Regions from separate parts of the Sus scrofa genome. Here region 2 is linked to region 1. A link is a contact called in public HiChIP or PLAC-seq data. All regions are on one chromosome and are shown on one strand. Each heading gives the region's core, a stretch centred on a gene start, on an enhancer-like site or on the middle of the called end of the contact. The rest is flanking DNA. Distances are from core to core; before and after follow the strand shown. Region 1 overlaps WWP1 (NEDD4-like E3 ubiquitin-protein ligase WWP1). Region 2 has its middle 190 kb from the start of MIR9858.

Region 1 (6,428 bases), core at 1,042-3,541:
AGTATTCAGTAAATATTCAGTAGAATGCATCTATAATACCTTGTTTTTGGTGTCAGATGTGTTTCGGAGTTAATATTTTTCTTTTAATTTTAGGAAGGTAATACACTCAATACTCTGTTATATAAAACCCCAATGGGATGGCACCCTGTACTTTCCTTGGCCAATATTTGATTACGGGTAAATGAGGACAAAAAATAGCCACACATCTGGTCAGATTTTGCTGCGAAATGAGTTCAGTTTTTGCCACTAAATGAATTATGAAGAAACTTTTAAGTTTTTATAGCTTTGGGGGTTTTGGATTTGTGGATTGTGTCCCTGTATTTTAAACTTAAAAAGAATTACGTTATTCTAGGAGTAAATTTTAGCTGTTTATCTCATTTTGGAAAGTTTCTGTGTATTTTGTTCTGTTTTGATTTTTTTTTTTTTTTTGGCCGTGCCCATGGCATGTGGAAATTTCCTATCCAGGGACTGAACCTGTGCCACAGCAGTGACCTGACCCACAGCAGTGACAACAGATCCTTAACCTGCTGCAGCACAGGTGAACTCCTCTGTATTTTGGATTCTAATATTTTCCTCTAAGAATGGGGATATCTAAAAGTTCATACTTAGCAGGCTGCTTTAAAATTCTTGGGAAGAGTATTTATAAATAGTAAATTAACATTGTGTTCTGTTACTTGAATAGCTTTAAAATATTTTAAAATTGTGTATTTACAACAAAGAATTTAGTAGTACTCTACTCCTCTTGAGTGTGCTTAAGTGTAATTTTGATCTGATTCTTACTGCAGATGTGGGGAGTTCGCTTTGTATGATTTTGCAGCATGGCCATGTAATGGAAGTGCCTTTCTTAACCTACTGTTCTCTGTACTGTTGTGGAGTATGGTAGAAAAATATTGGAGTTTCTCTGCCTCAGAGTAATTGAGAGTGTGACTGGAGTGGTGGTGGTGATGGGAAGGTGTTGTTAGGAGATTGGTCACCTTCTATATTCTACTCTAGAAACAATTCTCATTTCCTAGAATTGATTTTAACATTTCTTTTCCCCTTCACAAAACTATGTTGGTGTCTTCATTTTACAGATAAGAAAACTGAGACTTAGGTTAAATATACCCAAATAGTAAAATTGAAGTTTGAACCTTGGTCTCCAACTCTGAAAGCTGTTCTATTACATCACCCAGCATGCTCTTCTCACACTAGAAAATGACACTTTGGAACTGAAGAGTTAGCAAATCTCCATGACTACTTAAATACTGGAAAATTAGAATCCTTTATATATTTGGAAATAAAGGTATATTCTGGGGTGAACATCTGTCTGGGGTGTGATATCCTAGTGACCAATGCAGGGCAGGAGAGTACTGCCCTGGGCAGCAGGCCTGGGTTTGGCCTGACATTAAGAAGCTTTGTGTCCCTGAGTGAGCCTTTTGATCACCTCTCAGCTTTAGCTGTAAGCTTTCATGACTCTGCTTTCTGCTGCTTCATGAGAAACAGCAAATACCATGTATTTGAAAAATACCAAACCTTTAAGATTTTTTTAGTTTGAAGGTAAAAGTCCGATAAGCAAGTATTATTTTATTAAAATACTACACTGTGAGACAAATGACAGATTATTTATGAAAATATTTGTGTCATTTTGAAATGTGAGATGTTACATGACATAGTTAGACATGAAATTTGATCTTTGCAAAATAAGACTGTTATGTTGCCCCGGATGTTTTTCCCAGAATACATGGAAATGATTTATTAAACACAGTCCCAACAGCTTACCTCCTCATTGTTAATGTGCTTATGTTTTTACACACACTGTTTCAGATTATTCGTTCTTTTTCAACCTTCAGGAAAAGCATTTGCAATGACTAGCTTAAAAGCCTCACAAAACCACCTCACCGTGAAGTTGCTTAAGTGATAATAAGAGAATAGGAACATCAGATTGATGCATCATGCTACTTATTTTAAGGCTTGGATTTAGCTCAACATTTCTATTTTCTGTTTTTGTAGTGAAAAGAGTGTAGGCTTTGAGGCCAGACTTGGGTTCAAAATCCTTACTTTCACTAGTTTTGTGACCCTGGGCAATTTACTTAAATTCCTGAAACCTCATTTTACTTACCTGTTAGAAATAATAAGGACTCTGAAGGGTGATTGATAACATTAGAGATAGTTTTTTATTTTATTTTTTTGCAACATGACTGACAAATAATAGGAGCCTAATAAATATATGGTCACTGTGATTCTTACTATTTTTGGAGTCAGAGACCTGACTCAGATTCCAGGTTTAAGATTGACCGAGTTTCTGCGTCACTTAGGCTCCCCATCTAAATGTCGCCAGTCCCAGATAGTTATGCTGTGTCATCTTATCCTTCTGCCCAGGGAGTATTAACACAGTTCTTTTTTCATTTTAACTTCAGTGGATTCTATAAGTTTGGTGCTCAGGTTTTGAGATGCTGTTATTTGAATTCTTTTCCTTAATTGACATTATTCAGCACAAGACTAGGAAACCTGTGTTCCACTGATACTAAGGCTTGGGGGGAATTACCAAATGCAAACATTTTCTACTTGAAAAATTTAGATAATTTGCCACTATAAATATAATATTGTGTATTATAAAAAATTGAGAAGTTATAGCAAATTATAAATGGTTTCATTCTCATTTTGGTGTAGTTTACTTTTGTTGATAGAAATAAATTTTAGTATCAAAATTCTTTTAAAACAGAGAAATAGGAATTATTTTCCTAAATGAAGAATAAAATTAGTCAATGCATGAGTAAAAATGTATTTCTTTTTTTTTTAAATTATTATAACCTGAGGAGAGAAGGGGATGGAGAAGGGAGAGAAGGAAAGATTAGTGTGATTAAAAGACACACTAATTGTGCCAGAGGCCTGTGTTTTTGATTTGTTTTTAAGGGCTATAATTGTTAAGCTTGAAAATTAGAATAGTTGCTGCTAAATTTGTTGAAATATTTTCTTTCTCATTAATGTTTCCTAGCAAATGGAGTACAAACATTTTCGATATTCCTTAGTGGAGGGAAACTATTTCATTTTTTGCAAAATTGGTATAAGGTATTTGATTATATTTTTAAAAGGTGCATTTTATGGAGCAACATCACCATCTTGTGGCCTTGTAGAAAATTGTTGCCAAAGTTATGTTTTTGAAACTACAAGCATAAATTAAGTTGTTCTCTGATAGCTCAATCAGGTTTGTGTTTGGCAGTTCTTACTGTAAATGGGGAATGAGGAGTAGAAAATAAAATGATTTGTACGTTAGGATTGTAACTTTGTAAAATAAATCTGTACTGGAGGAAAATAATGGTATAAAAATGAAAATAGTTGCAAGTTAAGTTGGTGCAAAGACTGGATGGTTGCTTCTCTTTCATGTTTTCATGAACTGTGCAGTATTTTAGGTCAGGCATTTTTAAGCTAGAAAATCTCTATATGTTCTGTCCTCCATTTTTTTATTAATATGATTACCAAGGCCCAGAGAAATGTAGATGCCCTGTCTTACTCAGCCATTTAGTGAGTGAGACTGTTACCTAGAGCAGTGTTTTCTAAGCTGGTGACTCTTATTAGAGGAGTATTTCTTATGTGAAGTTGTATACTTTTTTCATCTTGATGATAATTTCATCAAAATTTCTTTTCTTTCTTTCTTTCTTTCTTTCTTTCTTTCTTTCCTTCTTTCCTTCTTCCTTCCTTCTTTCCTTCCTTCCTTCCTTCCTTCCTTCCTTCCTTCTGCACCCAGGGCATATGGATATTCCTGGGCTGGGGCTTGAACCCTTGCCTCCACAGAGACAATGCTGAATCCTTAATCCACTGTGCCACAGCGGGAGCTCCAAAAGTAAATTTTAAATTTCATTTAAAAGAGCACTGAAAAACTAAATTAGCCTATTTGGTTTTAAGCCTGTGTTTACTCAGTTGTTTTTGAGATTCAAATCATTGATAATAATTATTCATATGTAATAATCTTAATAGTATTAAACATTCCCCTGTGATAGGCTTTTAGGAGGGTGTATTGGATACAGTAGTCATTGGCCAGGATTTGTCCTGTACTGGTGGAATTTACAAGTTTAGAATGTAGTGAGAAAAATAAAGCTATTTTGAAGAACACAAGAGTTTGATATCAGAGTTTCTGGGAAAAGAAAAGACAGCTATAGCTTATTGAGTGTTTCCAGTGTGTTGTCAGGCACCATGCAAAGTGCTTTTGGTACTTTTTCTCAGTGTCAGCCATTTATTTTCGAATTTTGCTTTCAGTTTTGCATATGCACACAAATACGTATTTGTGGAAGTTCTGAAACATTTCTGTGGACACTACAAGTGGTTTGACTCTTATGGGTCTGGTAGGATTTTGTGGCTTGGTCTTGGTGTTATACCACCATTTATAACATTTCTGATGGGAAAATTTATACTGTCTTCTAAGCTGTCATCTTTCCTTCAGACTTTTAGAATCTGATTAATGTATAGTTTGGGAATTAGCTTATGACTTCTAAATGATTTTGAATATTTAGTTAGGGACCGAAAGTGTCCAAGTTTAATGTGTTTTTTTTCTGTTGTTCATATACTTTTGGACATTTGAGTATTTAATAAGACAAATTAATATTTTGAGTAACATATCCTTTACCTTTGTTTTGGACATTTTTGTATTGAGCCATTATTGTGGGCTGTGGAGAAAAAAATCACATTGAAAGGTGGACTTGTACCTGATGCTCAGAATTATCAGAGCGAAGATAGGAAAGGGTAGTGGTTTATCATCCCCACCTGTGTAGGATTTTCTATATAATATTTTAAATTTTCAGTTCTGTGCTATTTAAGTACTCTATTTTTATTTATTTTATTTTATTTGTCTTTTTGTCTTTTTAGGGGTGCACCTGCAGCATATGGAGGTTCCCAGACTAGGGGGGTCTAACCAGAGCTACAGCTGCTGGCCTACACCACAGTCACAGCAAGGCTGGATCTGAGCCGCGTCTGCAACCTACACCACAGCTCGTGGCAATGCTGGATCCTTAACCCACTGAACAAGGCCAAGGATTGAACCTGCAACCTCATGGTTCCTAGTCGGATTTGTTTCCTCTGTGCCACGACGGGAACTCCAAAGTACTCTTTTTTAAAATCTAAACATTCTAACTAGTCTATAGGTTAAATGTATTAATTGTTAATCTTCATTTAACACATTTTTTGTGTGTATAGTAAGGGCTGAGCACTGAGCTAGGGGCTGGAATTATAAAGATGAGTAGTAATAAAGAAATTTATGGTGTAGTGGAAAAGATAAAGAAAAACTTGGTTATAGCTGTGTATGCTTGAACTGAATCTTGAGGGATAGTTAGAAATTAGATAGATGGGCGTGGGAATAACATGTAGGTTGTCACTGGTGCACACATGTGTCTGTGGGAGTCCATCGTCGTCATCCCCCCCCCCCCGCCCCCTCCCGGTGCAGCCAGGTTAAGGAAAACTGGTAGTGGATTGGAAATATTTGTCATTGGTGAGCTTTGGGCAAAGAGCTTTTCTGGAGAATAACAATTATTTTACTTTTTCTGGCATAATTTTAATGAACGAAGATGTCAAGAGAGAATGAATTTGAATGACAAATTTGATGGTAGCTAGGGTATGCCTTTTTCTTTTCTGTAACCTATGCTCTAAACAGCCAGCTCTAACGTGTTTTTGCTTCTAAACCTGAACTATAAAAAATGTGTTGAGGAAAAAAAAAAACAAAACCATACATCTGTGAGGATTGGTGCAGCTTCTCACCTGGGCCCAAGTCTCTGCCCTACCTGCCTCAAATTCCTTACCTACCACATCCCTGCTGAAAGAGGGAGATTTATCTGTGTTTACTGACCATTGTATTCCCAGTGCCTCAAAGAGTACCTCCTCCACTGAGGGAATTGGCAGGTAAAATTCCCTTCACTTTCTTTCCGGACAGTTCAGAGATATCTGCATTCTCATCCACTCTTTTCTCTTTCTAGTCTCAGTGTACGAGTAATTGTCTCTTGCCCTCTGTGTTAAACTTCAACCAATCTCCTGTCTTCTCAGAGGTCTTGTCTTAGTAATCATTGTCCCTTCTGTTAATGTCAGCTTCTTCCTTCCTGAAAGCATGTTCTATTCTCTTCTGTCTTCAAAAACAAACCTAGGTACATCTCCCTTTATGCCTCTATCTCTTTTCCTTCACAGTCAAACATCTGAATCGAGGTTTCTGGCTGTTTATTTATCTTTGAAGCCACTGCCCTCTGGTCCTGCCACTCCATTAAAAATGTTCTTGTTAAAGGCCTGGTAACATGCATGCGGTCCAGTAAACAGTTTTCTCTTTTTATTGATCTTACTGGGGCACTTGGTGAGGTTAGTTAATCCTGTTCTCCTTGAAATTCTTTCTTCAAGTTTTCTTTTGGTTTTCTTCAACCCTGTGCATATAGTCCTTGTCTGCTATTCAGCCTTTCAGGATTGGTGTTCCCTGGCTG
Region 2 (5,969 bases), core at 1,564-4,063, 520 kb before region 1:
ACATATTGAGGTTTGCATGACCAACACCTTAATCCTTTCTCCTGAGCCATGATCCTGCCTATTTCCTCTCATTTCTCTGGGCAATTTGGCAGTGCCAGCTTCTTTCAGCTCATCCAGGCATTATGTCAGCATTATTATGGTAGCCTTATTGCCCACATTGGAAGGATCTCTATGTTCTGTTTTCGCTCTTCTGCCCCACAGATATGGCATAAATACAAAGTATGAGATGGGCAGAGTGCCTGCATGCTGCTCTCTGCTCTTACTCCCTTTTCAGCGGTGGCTGGAGCAGGCCCCAAATCTCCTGTCTATTAGAGACTTGGTGGTGTATATAAGGTATGGGCCTGCTTTGTAAGCAAATGTATACCCGCCGACATATTGGGGTTTCAAGGATGAGAAGCTGAATTTGTCCTTCATCACCAAACGTTATCTAAAATTTGATTTTGAGAGCACTATCCTGTTATCTTTAAGTATTAATAAATTGCAGAATATGGAAAAAGTGGGAAAAGCATTAGCATCTTTGAAATCTATCATGTGACCAGTGTTCTCTCAGGCAGAGTAGCTTAGCATTATCTTATTTGTTTAATTCCTATGAGAAAACCATGAAAGTGATTTTAGGGTACCCATTTTATGGATGAAGAAACCGAGGCCCAGCAAGAACCCAGATCACATGGCTAGTAAACACAGAATGACCCCCAGCCACAGTCAGTGACTGGGGAAAATAGGATTTCAACTCCACTCTACCAGATTTCAAATTATTTATATGCTGGAAGGAATCTCAGAACAGTTTTCCATTTAGGATATAACACCTCTGGGAAGCAGAGGTCACTACTATCTGATCAGTGTTTCCTATAAGTTATCCATCTTTGCCTCCAGTTTATTTCCAATGTCTTGCATCATCTTTAGCATCCACAATCTAAAGTCTTTTTCCTGGAGGCTGAGAATCTCCTCATCACTTAGCTGATTTTGTGGGGTTTTTCCTTTCTCCCTTATCTGAGTTATAGTTTCTTGTCTTTTCATTTTTATAGGGTTTTGGTGTGGTGACCTTTTTACAGATAGAATTGTAGTCTCTCTTACTTCTGGTGTTTGCCCCCCTTGTGGCTGAAGTTGGAATGGGGGCTTGCTGTAGGTTTCCTGAGGGGAGGAGCTGATGCCTGCCCACTGGTAGGTGGCTGATTCTAATCCCTCTGGTGGGTGGGGCTTAGTCTCTGGATGGGATTAGAGGCAGCTGTGTGCCTGAGTGGTCTTTAGATAGCCTGTTTACTGAGGGGCGGGGCTGTGATCCCACCTGGATTGTTGTTTGCCCTGGGGCTTCTCAGTGCTGACTGACCTTATGGGGCCAGATTTCCCAAAATGGCCACCTCCAGAGAAAAGCACTGCTGCTGAATATTCCCGAGAGCTTTGCCTTCAATGTCCCTTCCTCACAACAAGCCACATTCACCCCTGTTTTCCCAGGAGGTCCTCCAAGAACTGCAGTCAGGTTTGACCCAGATTCCCATGGAGACTTTGCTTTGCTCTGGGACTCAGTGCATGTGAAAGTCCATATGCACCTTTTAAGAATGGGGTCTCCATTTCCCCCAGTCCTGTGGAGCTCCTGCACACAAGCCCCACTGGCCTTCAATGCCAGATGCTCCAGCGGCTCTTTCTCTCAGTACCAGATCCCCCCACATGGGAGTTTGATATGGGGCTCAGAACTCTCACTCCTGTAGGTGAGTCTCTGTGAACCAGTTAGTTTTCAGTCTGTGGGGCTTCCCACCCTGGAGGTATGGGTTGTTTATATCATGAAATCACCCCTCCTTCCTCTTGATGTGGCCTCCTCTTTTTCTTCTGGAGTAGGATATCTTTTTTAAGGTTTCCAGTCCATTTGGGTGAAGACTGCTCAGCCTTTAGTTGTGAATTTTGCTGTCTTTAGGAGAGAAGTTGAGCTCCAGTCCTTCTATTCTGCCATCTTAATCCCATCTCCCCAGAGGTCACTACTATTTGGGAAGGGAAAGGAACAAGAGGACTGAGTTTGCAGGGTGCCATCGGCTTCCCCTTGATACGTTTGCCCAGAGGTGGTGGCTGTGGTGGGTTTCTCTTGGGACCCCAGGGGGAGCAGGTCATGCAAATACAGGATCAGAGTGCACCAGAGCTGTTTGGATATTGGAAACCACCTAGTCCAGTTCCCTTTTGTCATTGCAGATGAAGAAACACACAAGAAAGGACTTGCCCTGGAAGTCTTGTCCAGAGTGAGTTAGAGGCAGCCCTAAGGCTGTAGCCCTGCACACCAGTCTTCCAGATGCCTCAGCTTCTCAAACTCTCTTCTGGAACTTCCATTGGGCCATTATTCTTAGTCATATTTCAAAAGCCATCACCTGATAATATGCTAGCTTCCTACAACTACAGAAGTGAATTTGAGGAGTCTTGTCTTTATTTATATCTTCCTCTATGACTCCAACTCCTTTTACCCAGGAGTACATTGATAAATGTATAAGTTATTCCTAATTCATGCCATAGCATTCATCCCTATCTCATGGTCCAGCTGTCACAAGTATCCATGTCACCATATACCATGCGGGACATTTGCACGGCTTCAGAACCCAGGCACGATGCAAAAACCTTCCACATTTCCACTCAGCCTTCCTTTACTCATTTCTTGAAATTATAAGAATGTTTTCATTATCCCAAAATGAATAGGATAGAACAGAGCTCCCACTTAGAGAGATAATTATAGCTTCTAATTGCAAATTTACCTCTTCATAAGGTCACTCACTGACTTAAGAACAGTCTTAGACCAAATTGTCTGCAGCTCATATTTCCTCCTGGTTTTCCAGGACTCTGCTGACTCAGAACGTAGAATCATGTTACCTTCCAGTGCCTCGGGTTTCTCATTTATAAACTGGAGAGGCTAATACAGACTCCCTTTGAGGCATTTTTGTGACAAGCAGTGAAAAATGATAGTGAGCTAAATGGAAGCTTGCTTGTACTCAAAGGAAAAGGCTTTTCTCAAAGGTCTAAGTGACTGTTGAGGGAGGCAAATCAATAGCTCATTTGATTCAATATTTTTTCCATTTTTCTTTTGCAATTCTATTATATAATTTAAGAGGGGAAAGAAACTTGTGAATCTTCAAAGACTTCTAGGAAAAAAGTTAACTTCCTTTGTTGAGTTCTGACCTGAAGAAGGTCACATTAGGTAAAAGCAGATCAGAAAAAATGATCAAAATTTTTACATCATGCAGAGTCATCAGAATCTATAAAGAAAGGAAAGGGAAACTGAATTATTATGCTGGATCAAAGACCCTTCCAGGAAAGATATACTTCTTTTGACGTTACTGTTATTTTTTGTTTCTGCATGGGAAAAACTGTTATAATCTAGTCATGGTGTGTATGCACAGAGAATGTTACATGCTAGAGTTGAAAGGATTAATGAATGTTTTAAAACATCTTCTTTGTTAAGTTATATCGACAGAGATTAAAGGTGTTTTGTGTTTACAATAATTCTTCCAGGAATTAGTCACAGACCACATCCATCTAGTGTTACTCTCTGTGCTACCTTTGTGCCTCTTTTGTGAATTTGTCCCTGCCATCTCCTCAGTAGTTTATGGCTTGCAGACTTTATCCCTTACAGAACAGGGGTCCTTTGAGGATTTTTTTCTCTGTAATCTCAATATCACCACTATATCTGCTATGAAGTAGGTGCTCAGGATTTCCTGTTGTGGCTCAGGGGGTTAAGGACCCCCCATTTCTCCCTGAGGTTCGATCCCTGGCCTAACTTCATGGGTTATGGATCCAATGTTGTCTCAAGCTATGGTGTGCATTGCAGATACAACTCGGGTCCAGTGTCACCCTAGCTGTGGTGTAGACCCCAGCTGCAGCTCCAGTTGGACCTCTAGCCCAGGAACATCCATATGCCACAGGTGCGGCCATAGAAAAATAAATAAATAAGTAAATAAGTGAAGTGGGTACTCAGAAAAGGCTTATTGATTAAGTTAATAAATTGGTGAGTCAATGAGCAGACGGATGGCACCAGACTAGAAATATGTAATTGACTATGAGGTGTGTTTGACCTGTGAGCACTAAAGATACCTCTAGTGTGACCAGAACAACAACAAAAGTGGCTAGTGAGCTAATTGTGGACATGATGGAGGTGACTTACAGCTGTGCTTCTCAAATGTCAATGTGTATGTGAATCTGCTGGGAATCTTGTTTTAAGTACAGATGCTGATTTACGGCATCTGACTTGGAGCCTAGGATTCTGCATGGCTCCCAACCTCCTAGGTGGTGTGGGTGCTGCTGATTCACATTCTGAGTAGCAAGACCTCTAGCAACTGCCTTAGAGAAGCTGGTGGTGAAATGACAGGACACCCTTGAGAGTGGCTGACACTGGGCACAAAGTTATCAGGGCCCAGCTGGTGGCACTGCAGTGGATTCTTGTTCTTTGTGGTCTATAAAGTCACTGAACAAGGTGATCATGGTTCAGCAAATACTAAACAATTGATCATGGAGGAAATACAGAACTAGGTCCATGTGAGCCTCTGGTCACAGCATTTTTGCCAACCAATCAATCCATAACCTTGTTTCATGTGTTTTTCTGTTTAAAAGCACTTCATTAATACATATTATTGATTCATTAGCATTCAATTCATGGCCAGAAGCACTCTAAATCATGGCTGAGTGAAGCTAATCCAACACATGTCCTTTTTCCCTGAGGCACATCATAGCCCTCTTGCACTCAGGGACATTTCGGATAGACAGTACTATGCTTGGAGGCCATCATAGACAGCAAAATAACCCAGAAAGCACAAAAATGTCAGAAATGTGACACTAAGTACACTGCAATAAAAAAGATACATGCTTATAATTTGAGAGATGAAATAAGAAGGCAGTTCCCCCCTTGTTTGACCTCAGCTGGGAACTTGTGAATCAAGCACCTCAGTGTTTCACTTCTCTGCACATGTCTGCTACAACTGTGAAAATGTCATCGGTATTGATTTGGGGGTTACAAATACATTTTAGTGAGTAGGTGAAATCACACATCTGGATTCTGTGAATGATGAGGATTGACTGTATAATATTCAGATGTGCAATTAGCCAGGAAAGACCTAATAATAGCAGCAACTTCAGCAGAACAACATCAGGAAACTTCAGGACACCATGGTGAAATAAGTCGATTCCTCTGGGAAACTGCAAAGAGGGATTGTAAGTCTCCAAAGCTGTGAGTCTCAAAACAATGCAACAGGTACAACACTAGCCACATCTCAGACTTCTGTGGGGAAATGGAGGCACTGCAATTAGACAGACGACATTGGTGTTCCCATATGGTAATGAATTATAGAAATATCTCCTAGTTGGCATTTCTCAAACCCTCCCACCAAGTTCCTCTAAAAGCAGTTGAGAGTCAAAAATATATTCCCTATTAAGAAGATATGGTATATATAGATAAAATGGAATATTTAAAAATATATAGTCCTCAAGAATATTATGCTTTGAAATAAATCAGACAAAGATAAATACTGTATGGTATCAGTTATATGTGGAAACCAAAAAAATAATAGAAATAAATGTTTATGCAGAACTTTAACAGACTCACAGATATAAACAAACTTGTGGTTACCAAAGGGGGGAAGAAAGTTGGGGAGGAACAAATTAGGGGTACAGGATTAAAAGATACAAACTACTATGGATGAAATAGATGAATAACAAGAATATATGAATACACAGGACATTATAGCCATTATCTTTAATCATTAATAACCTATAATGGAATATAATCCACAAATACTGAATCTCTATGCTGTACACCTGAAACTAAAACCAAGCATGGCAGGGCCCTGTGGGCTCCTGGACACACAAGCCTTTCTGTGTTCCCCATTTCTTGTTTGGGGGGAATAAACTTCAGCCTCCATGACCTTCCCTGAATTCCAAAGAGTAGGTTCAAACAGTTGCTGATCAGAGAAGGGAGGGGATGCAGAGACCTGGGAGGAGCAGTCAAG

What was found. HiChIP or PLAC-seq counts read pairs in DNA pulled down with a chosen protein or histone mark.
Region 2: an H3K27ac HiChIP or PLAC-seq map of skeletal muscle shows a contact between it and region 1. The contact joins two enhancer-like sites. A contact is called at or near these places in 1 of 47 Hi-C or Micro-C datasets (embryonic fibroblasts) and 1 of 2 datasets of contacts at active chromatin or transcription factors (skeletal muscle).

Annotation. Positions count from the first base shown.
Region 1 is chr4:50,493,529-50,499,956 of Sscrofa11.1, reverse strand. All of the region lies in intron 1 of WWP1 (NEDD4-like E3 ubiquitin-protein ligase WWP1), which reads left to right. Among named protein-coding and RNA genes, the nearest start is that of WWP1, 12 kb to the left of the region's middle. Within about 2 kb of position 2,291, at least 3 of the 83 cell types and tissues checked have an H3K27ac peak or open chromatin away from gene starts, as enhancers often do. A contact at or near this core is called in skeletal muscle, where this site is marked.
Region 2 is chr4:51,013,970-51,019,938 of Sscrofa11.1, reverse strand. No RefSeq gene overlaps it. Among named protein-coding and RNA genes, the nearest start is that of MIR9858, 190 kb to the left of the region's middle. Within about 2 kb of position 2,813, at least 3 of the 83 cell types and tissues checked have an H3K27ac peak or open chromatin away from gene starts, as enhancers often do. A contact at or near this core is called in skeletal muscle, where this site is marked.